Linked DNA regions of Danio rerio: regions 2 and 3 are each linked to region 1. The links are chromatin contacts, called in public Hi-C and Micro-C maps. All regions are on one chromosome and are shown on one strand. Each heading gives the region's core, a stretch centred on a gene start, on an enhancer-like site or on the middle of the called end of the contact. The rest is flanking DNA. Distances are from core to core; before and after follow the strand shown.

Region 1 (3,994 bases), core at 1,105-3,604:
TATCTCATACACTGTTTTATTTTTATTAGGTCAAAGTTGAGCAATAGCTATAACCGCCATTCATATTAAAGTTTTTTTTTCCTACAGAAAATGATTCATCGTCGACACAGACTTGAATAACAGACTGTGTTAGTTATCCTAAATTTACCCCACTTCCTACAATAATTTAACGATGTTTTCCTGTGGTCGGATGACTAGACCAAAGAAAACTTCCAGAATGTACTCCCACATATTGATATTTTCCTTTAATCTTAAATAATCTCTGGTGTTCTCCATACAGCTGTGAATCAGCGCAAGTAAAAACACAAGCATGTTTAACACGGACTGTGAATCACACGTGTGACTAACGCAACTAGAATAAAATTTAATCTTTCGTTTTCAAATGCATTCAGTCAGTTTTACAAATCTCACCACTGACATCTATTGCCCGCTTAGTGTCACAGCTTGTCTTAAACCAGAAAAGATGTGTTTTTTTTTTACAAGGTCGACACTCTTTAAAATGAAAGGCATCGTCCACAAAGAACCTTTAACTTAAAACCTTTTCATTGCTCAAAATGTTTTTCAGATTTTTAAAAATGTTCCTTTCGTTAAAATAAATGAAGGTTTGAAGGTTCTTAGGGAACAAAAAAAAGGTTCTTCAATTGCATCTCATGCACAACCATTTTTTGTTTTGGTGCAATACTAACATAACCATATATAAGCCATATACAGGGCCAGACAGAATCTGTCGACATTTTCTGCGCAAAATTTTGTAAAGAAAAAATTTGCAGGTTTATGCGTAATGATTATGGGCGTATCATTACTAAAAACCTAGTTTTTTATATATTATTTGTATTTTTTTTACTGAAAACTTGGAAATGAATGAATTAATAAAATAGTTTGTTTTTTCATATTAAATTAGATTGAAACCGTGATACAATTAAAGCTGTACATTGTTAATATGGCAAGCTTTTAAAAGAAGTTTGTAATTGGGGACAGTTGCAACAGCATGTCCTAACACTATCAACCCTGATTAAACTGTTTATGCTAGGGAGAAACAATAGCTTTATCTATTGACAGCTATAACTACACTGTAAAACCCAACAGTCAACTTTATCAAATGAAATGATTGTAGTTAACTCATAATTTACTGAAAGTCATTTTTACCCATTTGAAAAGAGTTTTGAACTCAGTGTTGAAGGTAATGACTTAATTGAATACCTCAGTGATTCAACTTAAATGGAGTTAAGTTCACAGTACTCATATAGATTCATTTTTGAACTTAATTGGTTTGTTGCAATCAGTTTCCTCAAATGGTTTGAGTTACTTTGACTTTTGGGGTTTTACAACATATTTAAAGCTAAGAAAACAGTGATTTAAATTATACGAATGAATAATGTTTCTCAAAAACAGATTAGACGGAATGAAAAAGTTTCTAAACATTAAATAATAACTTTTTTTTTTAATCTGGCTGATTTCTCTCAAACTGAAGGAGGGTCTAATTGACAATATGAACACTGTAAAACCCAAAAAGTAAAGGCATTACAAAACATTCAAGGAAACTGATTACAACAAACCATTTGAGTTAAAAAAAAAAAAAAAAAACTAATTTATATGATTACTGTGAACTTACTACATTTAAGTTGAAGAAATTTTTTAATTAACGCATTACCTTCAACACTGAGTTCAAAACTCTTTTCAAATGAGTAGAGTTACCTTTCAGTCAATTTTAAGTTAACTACACTCTTTTCTATTGATAAAGTTGACTGTTGGGTTTTACAGTGTAGTATAAATATCATCATTCTAGCTCATACCTGAATGAGGAATAAATCTGGCTGCAACTGCCATGTTGCAACAGTCCCCATTCTCCCCTACACAATAAGCAACAAGCTTACATCATAGCCTCCATTCAGTTCAGCAAGCAGATTACTCAACATATTTGATCCAATTCTATATTAAATTGTTCAGATTTGGCAGTTCCATAAAATAATAACAACGAAACCTGAAATTTCTATTAAACAGCAGTAGTAATTCAAATCTAATTCAACATTCTGTTCACTGCATATAACTTTTGACGTACAGACATTTTGTTGGTGGAAAGAAACAGGTTCTGGAGCAGTGGTTGAACAAAATAAATAATTAATCAGAGTCTTTTTAGGTGGTTTGAATAATTTGCATATTCTCAAAATGGTTTAATTATTTTAAAATAACTTAATGGATAAAACAGGCCTTCCAACCTTTGTGTGTACGGCTTTGAAATCGGACTGTGCAGGAGGAAGTATCACCATGACGACAAGGGTTATCTTTGTTCCCCATATGTTTCCTGTCTAAGTGAGGCGTTTAGTGCAGGGGACATAACAGATATACTACAGCTGACACTTAAGAGGTGCCACTTCACTGTGCTGGTGTGCTCACGTTTAGTCTGCAGGTTTTTTAATCACATTGGGAGGGCATTATGGCACTGTGACTCTGGGGTTTATGATGCAGTGATGGCAGGGATATGGTCAGGGGTTTGGATATTGTGTTTCATATTAGTATTTGGCACAGCAGACCCATCACCAGCACCCCAAGACAAATCACATGACTTCAGAAAGATCTTCTTGGGTTTGGATAAATGCAACGCCTGCATTGGAACATCCATTTGCAAGAAGTTTTTCAAGGATGAAATAAGGTAAACTGGAATATTTCACATTTCCGCAGAGAACAATTCACTTTTTATAAAGTTATTCATATTGTAGGATAAATGCAACAAAGTAATCAAATCTTTGGATAAAAAAGTAGATTAAGATAAAAAAGTTCTGTATCATAGCACATCTGGTAAAAAAACAAAAACAAATCATGTATATAGTCAATAGTCACTGATCCTATATAATATACTCAAGTACACAGCACAATTAGAAAAGATAAAAAAGCACTTCATGAAGTTCATACTTTTAACTAACTTTTTTCTTGTATGTATATAATACAAGATGATAATATTTCTTCTTTTGGAGTAAGTCTTATTTGTTTTATTTTGGCTAGAATAAAAGCAGTTTTTAATTTTAAACACCATTTTAAGGTCAAAATTATTAGCCCTTTTAAGCTATATTTTTGTGATTGTCTACAGATCAAACCATCCTTCTACAATAACTTGCCTAATTACCCTAACCTGCCTAGTTAACCTAATTAACCTAGTTAAGACTTTAAATGTCACTTTAAGTTGTGTAGAAGTGTCTTGAAAAATATCTAGTTAAATATTATTTACTGTCATCATGGCAAAGATAAAATGAATTAGTGATTAGAAATGAGTTATTAAAACTGTTATGTGTTGAAAAAAAAAAAAAAAAATCACACAAGGCCTCTCCTATAAATGAGCATTGAAAGTATGATCGCCGGACCTATGGTTTCTGTGCAGTATTGCCAAAAGTGTCAGGAGTAAAAATGTTTACCCCACCAGCGGGGCAAGTTGTAACAGTGAGAGGGTTAGTTGTAAAACATGCTTTAAAAGTCAGATTTCACACAATTAGTTTAAATTCAGTTTACTTTAAATAGTATATTTTCTTAGTACTTAACTTTTTTATTGAATCTACATAGCAAAGCATGTTTAAATATTTTTTAGATAAACACATTTGGATTTATTTACATTTACATTTACATTTAGTCATTTAGCAGACGCTTTTATCCAAAGCGACTTACAAATGAGGACAAGGAAGCAATTTACACAACTAAGAGCAACAATGAATAAGTACTAAAGGCAAGTTTCAGGTCTGTAAAGTCTAAGAAGGGAAGTGTTAGTAATTTTTTTTTTTTTTTTTTTTTTTTTTTTTTTTGTACAGTTAGTGTGATATTCAAATAGGCAATTGCAGATTAGGAAGTGAAGTGGAGACTAAATAGTTGAGTTTTTAGTCGTTTCTTGAAAATAGCGAGTGACTCTGCTGTTCTGATGCAGTTAGGGAGTTCATTCCACCAACTGGGCAGATTGAGCGTGAGCATTCGCGAAAGTGATTTTTTTCCTCTTTGGGATGGAACCACGAGG
Region 2 (3,994 bases), core at 896-3,395, 240 kb before region 1:
ATGGTGAACAGAAACATTATGTAACATTAGCAACACAGTAAATGTTTAATGTAGTCAAGCCAAGGCTAAAGATGAGTCAGGCCACAGGGTGCTTGAGGTGCTAGAAACACCTCAAACGAAAGAAAGAGTGGACCTTTAATTTGCAATAGGATATTGGCAAAACAGACTTGGCAAATGCTCATTGCATATATGTGTTTGTGCAACACATTTGCAACATTTTTTTGCAGTGTTGAGAAATGAACCTAACAAAGTCTTGTAAGTTGATTTCTTGGACAAAATGAGAAGTTGCTTGTCAGAAACCGAGGCATCCAGATACCATTAGAGAATCTACTCATCACCACTAAAAATGCCAGAGTTTTTGTTCAAGATTTTCTTCTCAATCTTTATAATAAGCAAAGTGTGGACATTTAATAGGAATGATTGTGCAATGCAGAGAGAATTTACTTATTATAATGAACTTCTTTGTGAGATGTGCAATGAACTAAGATGAATGACAGCTTTCGGTCTTTAAAAAGAGTGCAGAGTCACACTCTTTCAAGGTTACAAATAAAATTTAGAACAAATTCATTTATGGATTTGCTTTTGTAGTACTTTGACTTTACACAGAATTAAACTGCAGGTGACTAGACGTCTAATGTGTTATTACAAGTAAGTTGTATTATTTAAAAAAGCACTCAGTTAAGAGGTCATACAGCTTACTAAAAAATACTGTAATTTCAATCTTAAAATCTACTCATAAAATTCGTTAAAACTTTAAAAGAGTTCTGTATGTTTTAGTCAATTAATTCCTTAACAAACAAATAATATTTTGCAGATTTTACAGTCACTGATTAAAAGTGTTACCTAAAATTCCATTCAAATATTTACCAAGGGTGTTATTGTAATAAATATTCATTATCCTGCCACACCTATGCTATTAAAAGTATGTTAACAAAATTAATTAATATTAGCCCCAATCAGCAAATGTATAAATTACTAGAACGACTTTAAAGCTATTTTTCAAAAGGGCATGTTCAGACATGATATCTTTTCGGAATATTATGGGTAATTTTCCGGAAAAGTCTGTATGTGTGAAAAGGGGTATTGTCTAATATTAATAAGTAAAGCATTTTCTATCTTTATTTTATTTTATTGACTTCATAAACAAACATGATCTTACACAAATCCAATCTTACACAAAAAGGACAATGATAGTAACAATGATAATAACTTAACAGACCAGGTTAAATAATATTATAAACACACATAAAACTGTAAAACAAAAGAGAGAAAAAAGTTTAAAAAAAATTAAACGGATACATAAATAAAACAAATACAGCAAGAGGAAATAAGGACCTATGTATCTGTGATATTTCCAAAATAATTATCATAATAATCCAAGAATCTATCACTTTTCTTGTTTTTAATCATAATCAGTCGAAGAGATTTAATAAAAACATCAATTTCAAAAAAAAAAAAAAAAAAAGTGAAAAGAAGGCTGCAAATTCAAGAATTTTTGTTTGTGAATAAATTATTTCCATACAAAATAAAAAAGTTCAAAATGTAGTTCTCTGATACATTAGTTTTACCTTTATAGTAACAAATAATATCTTAGTTGAAATGGGCTGGAAAAAGCAATGTAATTACCTATATTGAGATATAAGCTATTTCAAAACCTTTTTGTGTTTTCACACTGAAAAAAAAAATTATGTGAATCAGGGTTTCTTCTTCAGTTTTACAAAATGAGCATGAACTATCAACCTCCATACTTTGCAAAGTACTATTTACTGGATATATTTTATCTAAAATTTTAAATTAAACCTCTTTTGTTTTATTGGGAATGCAGTACTTATGAGATTATAGCCAGGTTTTTTTCCAGTCTATTAGGTCAATAAAGGATGCCCAGTAAAGTTTGCCCTTAGGAACATTATAGGCTACTTTTTATTTAGGAAAATTTGTCAAATATATTTATTAAAACATTTTTTGTCAAATAGACTAATTCCATTTAAGATCAGCTCTGGCTCTTAAATAACATTTTCATAAAAAATTAAATGAGACTTTATACGTTGAATTAGGCCTAAATTGCTTTTTGCACAGCATTAAATTCAAGTAAAGCATGTTGCCCTGCAACGTCAACAAACGATGACGTAGCTTTTGTACGCATGCGTAAGGATGCGGAAGCCGTGGGCAGGTTCTTTGCTCGAGTGAGAACATATGGGCAGGTAAATAAATCAGCGAATTTGTATTTATATGTATTTTATCACCACATTCGCATTATAGGAGACACATTTTAAAAGTCTCATTGTGGAGCTGGTTAATACATTTATTTTGGAATGCGTTCGAACAGTCTCCGAGCTGTACAGAATGTGGCGAGACACAACACTGAACTGTTTTGTTTTCCAATGCATCTTTTGTTTACATATTCTTTAACGCCAGTGTTTCTTTCACATTTTCAACTTTTGTATCATTTATAAAGTAGTCATAGTAATAATAATAATAATAATAATAATAATAATAATAATGTGCAGTCATTCAATTTGTAGACTGATGTTTAATTATAGTTGTAAAATAGTGTCAGTGAACATTGTGTCTTATGTGAAGATAATGTTCATTCCGTTCTGAATTGTCTGTAATCTGTAAACTACAATAGTCGTCACTGATTCCATGATTTCAGCTCTGCGTGTGTTGGTGGCTGTGTTTGTGAGTCATATTGTAAACAAAAGTTTTAAAATGTGATATTTAGGATTTAAGATTATCTGGTTATAAAATGTTTGACCTTACATTTACAATAATAAACATAAAAACATGCAAAAGACCTACATTGTAACTGAGGTTCCCATGGACACTTTACAGTTGTATTAGTGATTTCAAGTTATTCTCTTCAGAGGCTGTTGAATTTCGTGCATACCAATGTTAAATGTGTATTTAAACCAATGAATTCTTAACCAAGGTGGTTCTTGAGTGTGAGTGATTAATCATTTCAAAAGTGACTAATTATTTCATGAACACATTTGTACTTTTACATTTGCTGATTTGCTGTTGTGAATATATGATTGGCTGATGTTTTCTCACTGATCCTGTTTATCCTCCTCTGACCAGCCTCAGCACATGTCCTTCACAATGGCACGATACTCCTCTTCCTCGTCGTCTGCTTCCTCTTCTTCATGCGGTTGCTGCCGTCCCTGTTCACGGATCTGCTCGAGATCTTCAGCCTACACTTTGGCTTTGGGGCTGGGTTTTGTGACATTAGGAACGAGTCGCATCCTATTACTAAAGTTCTCGGGCAATGAAGGTAATGTAAAATATCATACCATCCTTGAGGAACTAGATATACTGTTTGTATAATTGCTTACCTAAACTATGAAGAGACAAAGTGCATTTTAAATATTTAAATTTAAATAAAAAATTTATTTAAATGTAAATATTTAAATAAATTCTACTTTTGTTCTTGCCAACAGAAAACAAATATGATTATCTTCCTGCATCTGTGAATTTAATGGCAGAGGCCATCAAACTAGTATTTTGTTTGGTGATGTCAGTACGGGTGATTATTCGAGGTAAGTCAGATAACAGAATACTATTCTCATGCCATGCTATGTACATATATATATATATATATATATATATATATATATATATATATATATATATATATATATATATATATCATATATATTCAAACTTGCTTTTTTTTCTCCTTTAGAGGGTCGCTCATTTAAAGATTTAGGATGTTCCTCTGGCGCCTCTTTTCTCAGTTACTTGAAGTGGTCTGTTCCTGCATTCCTGTACTTCCTTGACAACCTCATAATCTTCTATGTGATTGCATATCTGCAACCTGTAAGAAGGATTATTACGTAGGCTTAGCCATGATATATAAACATAACATACTCTTTTTCAGTTACTACTTTAGTGAAATATGACTAGATTTAATTGACTTTTCTATTTTAATATGTTTTCTTACAAACCATGTGGTGGCAAAATACAAGAATATAATCTTATATAATATTCATATTTG
Region 3 (3,994 bases), core at 589-3,088, 190 kb before region 1:
ATAGAGTGTTCATTATTCAGCCAAGAGTCAGTCAATGTTGATTCAGTTTATTTAAATACTGTATCTGTGTCTATGCTGCAGGATTTGATTAAGCAGATACCACCATCCAGCAATCTGCAAGAAATGGGAAACCTGGAGTGAACTTTTGGAGGTCATTTGTGAAGTAACTGCTGTCAATCCACTTCACACTTCTAGTTTTGTGAGTTAGAGGGACAATTTTAAATATGCATACATTTCACATGCCCTTTCATTTATTAACTTCATTAAATATACTGTGTAGAATACAATTATGCATAAACTAAATAAAAAATTAAAACTTAAAACTTACAAAAATGTGTGCAATACAAAATGTAGTACAACTGTCCATTCTCCTCACACTTCCAGTTTGAACCAATCCTGTGAGTCAAAGGGGAATTTTTCATTCAATAATAAATTCTGTATAAAATACAAGTATGCATAAAATTTTATCTTAAAATGTACAAAAAGGTGGTTAATAAAAAATGAAGTGGGCAGTACACAATACAATTCATTTTAATATAAATAAAAAATAGGATAAAGAATATAATATATATATATAAATTTAAATATCAAATGAGTACATTTGTATAGCTTTCCTGTTCATAGATTCTCTTATAGAGAGTCTTTAATACTGTCTAAACAGCCTTATTTTAGTCAACACAACCATGTTTTTTTGTTTTGTTTAAGGGAACTTGTAATTTTGGCTTTTATGAAAGTGATATTTGGTCAAAATATAAGAAAAATAACTTTTCATCCTTTTTAGAATATTCATTAAAACCAAACATTTTAGTTACGGGAACATTTTACTGTAAAAGAAAAATCACTAAATCTGACATCGCAATTAAAATACTGTAAGAACGATCCCTAAATAATTATAAGGTAGTAAGTATCTTTTACTTCCTTTATAACTATTTTGGTTAACAAAAATGAAACTAAGTTACATTTTTAAAATTAATTTATAATCTACATTTTACAGTAAATCAGTTTAAAATCAAATTAGCAGTCGTGTTGACAGTCTGAATATCAGCATTGTGCGATGCCGCTCACCTGTGTGATTATTGCCCAAATGTCTGAGACTGTTTTCATAACTAGCACATGAGTTTGCGGTGATGATTAAGTAAATTCTATGCTTTGAACACCCCACCTATCATCTTTTTAATGGTCTCCCAAAACCGCAAGTCGTCTCCTCCCTGTTCAAACTTGCCTGCTCGTACAGCGCTCCGACTCAGCATCTTGCTTTTTAGGTGAAGAGTTGGACGGAGCGGTGGGGTGTAATCTTCCGCATGGATGAGAACGAAAAACATTTGTAACGTACATGTTGATTTAGTTAGTTAATGCACAGTTTAAAAAATGTAAAATCAACCACCAGATGATGGCGATGTTGCATACTGAATGGTTTGCCCCTGCTGGAAAAGTCACTTAGATGTGTGTTAAGAGGGCAGTAAAAAGTGGATGGATGGCATGTCAGTATGTGTGTGGTCAATGTTCAGCTTCTTTAAGATAGCCTACTGAACTTTCCTATGATTCAGTCATTACGCTGATTGTGCCAAAAGTCTCTTTTATCTTAGAAGTATTTGTTTATTTACCCAGCAAACAGTTAATTGTTCTCACATACTTGTAGATGGAGCGTAAACAAGCTCAAGACGAAGCCAGAAGCTCAAACAATATGGTTGCACCTTCTTCCAGCGCTGAAATACTTTGCATGCTGTTACTCATGACCCCTCCTCACTTACATAAACATATTTTCATTGTATTGTCTTCATACTTTTCCTCCACTGCTGCCCACACACCTCCAGTGTGGCGCAGTGCATAACCGGCATGCCTGAAGCTTGTTCTCCGCAGCGTTCGCTCACACTGTTATTGTGGTGTAAACAGGACGTGTCGGATCACATCCCCAGTTATCTCGTTTTTTCTCCCCAAACCCATGCATTCCTTGGCGTTTCCTTCAAAGATGAGCATGAGGGTCAAGTAAAGGCACTTAAAAACAGGCATAGTGGTGATCTGGGGGAGCTCGAAAGGATCGGTCTGTCTTCCATCAGCCATGTTTAACAGATCATTCCCAGCTTGGTGTGGCTGTAGACTGCAGAGCTCGGTTTGTTTTAACAGGGAATGCCTTTTGCATACATTGGAAATTTCATGCAGGCTAACTGGCACCATCTTTGTGATCATTCACAAAGGGAATGTGTTCGTAACACCTTCGTATTACAGTCCGCACGCGTGTTTTATATAGCGATTACCCATGCCATCATCAGTTACGGTGCACTGATAGGCATTGACAAGACGTTTCCAGACTGCTCAAACAAGGGATTACAGAGGCATTTTAAAAGCTCTCGCAAGATGTCAGAGTTCACTTATGGCCTTTTAAAGAGTCTATAACCGGAGAGAAAACTGCAGAATTTTGCTCTGCTTGGAAAACGACAACTCTCGATCCTGTTCTTTTACATGGGAGAACATCAGATGCAGCTAAAAGCTGATACAAGTCTTCTTTATCGCTGCATATGAACACCAGAGGCGAGGACGGCTTGTCCAAAAGATATCAGAGCGAATGTTCTGTTTATTTATAATACAATAGACATCAGTGAGATTGTGTTTCAGAGAGTCTCGGGAATATAGGTCATGTCTGGAACATGTTTCTGTGAAGCTGTGATGTTAAATATCTCTATTTATCCAAGATCTTCCTGGTGTACAGCCTGTTCCACCTTGGAAGATATTAGCACGCATCACATAGATGAGATCAGATCGTCCTGTGAAAAGAGACCTGCCCACCAGTGCCGTTCTTTCATAAGGAAAAAAATATGATTAATATTTTCAGTATTAGATCACCTTCTTCATCATTTAACTTTCACTTAATTAATCTCTTAAACACTAACTTAAGAAGCTGATAAATGTAATCTTCAGCCAATCTGAGAAGTATTGTCGAATGTGATTCCTTAATTCAGCTGTAGCATTTTAGAATGGTTGATTCAATGTTTATTTTTAGTCTAGCTATTTATTCATTCATCTTCCTTCGGCTTATTTTTTATTTTAGAGGTTGCCACAGTGGAATGAACCACCAACTATTCTGGCATATGTTTTACTTGCCCTTTCAGCCACAACTCAGTACTGGGAAACATTCATACACACTCATACACTACGGCCAATTTAGTTGATTAAATTCATTAATAGCACATGTCTTTGGGCTGTAGGGGAAACCGGAGCACCCAGAGGAAACCCACACAAACATGGGGAGAACATGCAAACTCCACACAAAAATGCCAACTGACCCAGCCGGGACTCAAACTAGCAACCCTTTTGCTGTGAGGTGACAGTGCTGCCCCATCTAGCTATTCAATTCCTCTTGTTTTTCATCAGCCATTGCAACGAAACAATAATGTTTTCTTATATGCTGTTTCAGTTAGCTTATCTGTAACAGACAGAATTTGAATATTGCTCCATTTTTTCATGTTTAACTTTTCTGGATATATCTAATTTAAGTTGAGGCTTTTATTACAGTGTAATTTGAAATCAGATGATTTTCAAGTGTTTCTCCCCTTAGTGCATTTTCTAAGCAGACCAAACACATCTTTAAAGAGATATCAAAGGTGTAAAGCAAGATACTTCATCATGATTCCCGTAGTCTGCAATATGATGTTTGCAGATACCTCAAAATATGCAGCAATTTGATTGTGATTTTAATAATACCAATATAAGATCTTACATATGATATGCCTATTTTACACAACCAGTAATATGTTTATTAACTTAGAAATGCTACAGAATATATGTGAATTCTTTGAAAAACAGCAGCACAGTGGCTTAGTGTATAGCACTGTCGCCTCACAGCAAGAAGGTTACTGGTTTAAGCACTGGCCTGGCCAGTTTGCATTTCCATGTGTAGTTTGCATGTTCTCCCTGTGTTCGAGTGGGTTTTCTCCGGGTGCTCTGGTTTCCCCCACAGTTCAAAGACATGCATTATAGGTGAATTGAATAAACTAAA

The links. Hi-C and Micro-C count contacts between places; a contact is called where the count stands out from the background.
Region 2: a contact with region 1 is called in a Hi-C map of hematopoietic stem cells, with 1.9 times the contacts expected there. The contact joins the promoter of slc35a5 here to the promoter of dipk2b in region 1. A contact is called at or near these places in 3 of 18 Hi-C or Micro-C datasets (caudal fin, embryo and hematopoietic stem cells).
Region 3: a contact with region 1 is called in a Micro-C map of caudal fin, with 15 times the contacts expected there. The contact joins the enhancer-like site here to the promoter of dipk2b in region 1. A contact is called at or near these places in 9 of 18 Hi-C or Micro-C datasets (caudal fin, embryo, fibroblasts and 2 more) and 1 of 4 datasets of contacts at active chromatin or transcription factors (caudal fin).

The regions. Positions count from the first base shown.
Region 1 is chr9:35,566,398-35,570,391 of GRCz12tu, reverse strand. dipk2b (divergent protein kinase domain 2B) reads left to right here and starts at 2,354. Exons shown (of 5, transcript XM_692604.10): 1 at 2,354-2,650. The coding sequence starts at 2,469.
Region 2 is chr9:35,811,138-35,815,131 of GRCz12tu, reverse strand. It overlaps slc35a5 (solute carrier family 35 member A5), which reads left to right and starts at 2,145. Exons shown (of 8, transcript NM_200654.2): 1 at 2,145-2,201; 2 at 3,079-3,271; 3 at 3,438-3,536; 4 at 3,683-3,816. The coding sequence starts at 3,100.
Region 3 is chr9:35,751,850-35,755,843 of GRCz12tu, reverse strand. No RefSeq gene overlaps it. Among named protein-coding and RNA genes, the nearest start is that of ccdc80, 26 kb to the left of the region's middle. Within about 2 kb of position 1,838, at least 9 of the 62 cell types and tissues checked have an H3K27ac peak or open chromatin away from gene starts, as enhancers often do. A contact at or near this core is called in caudal fin, where this site is marked.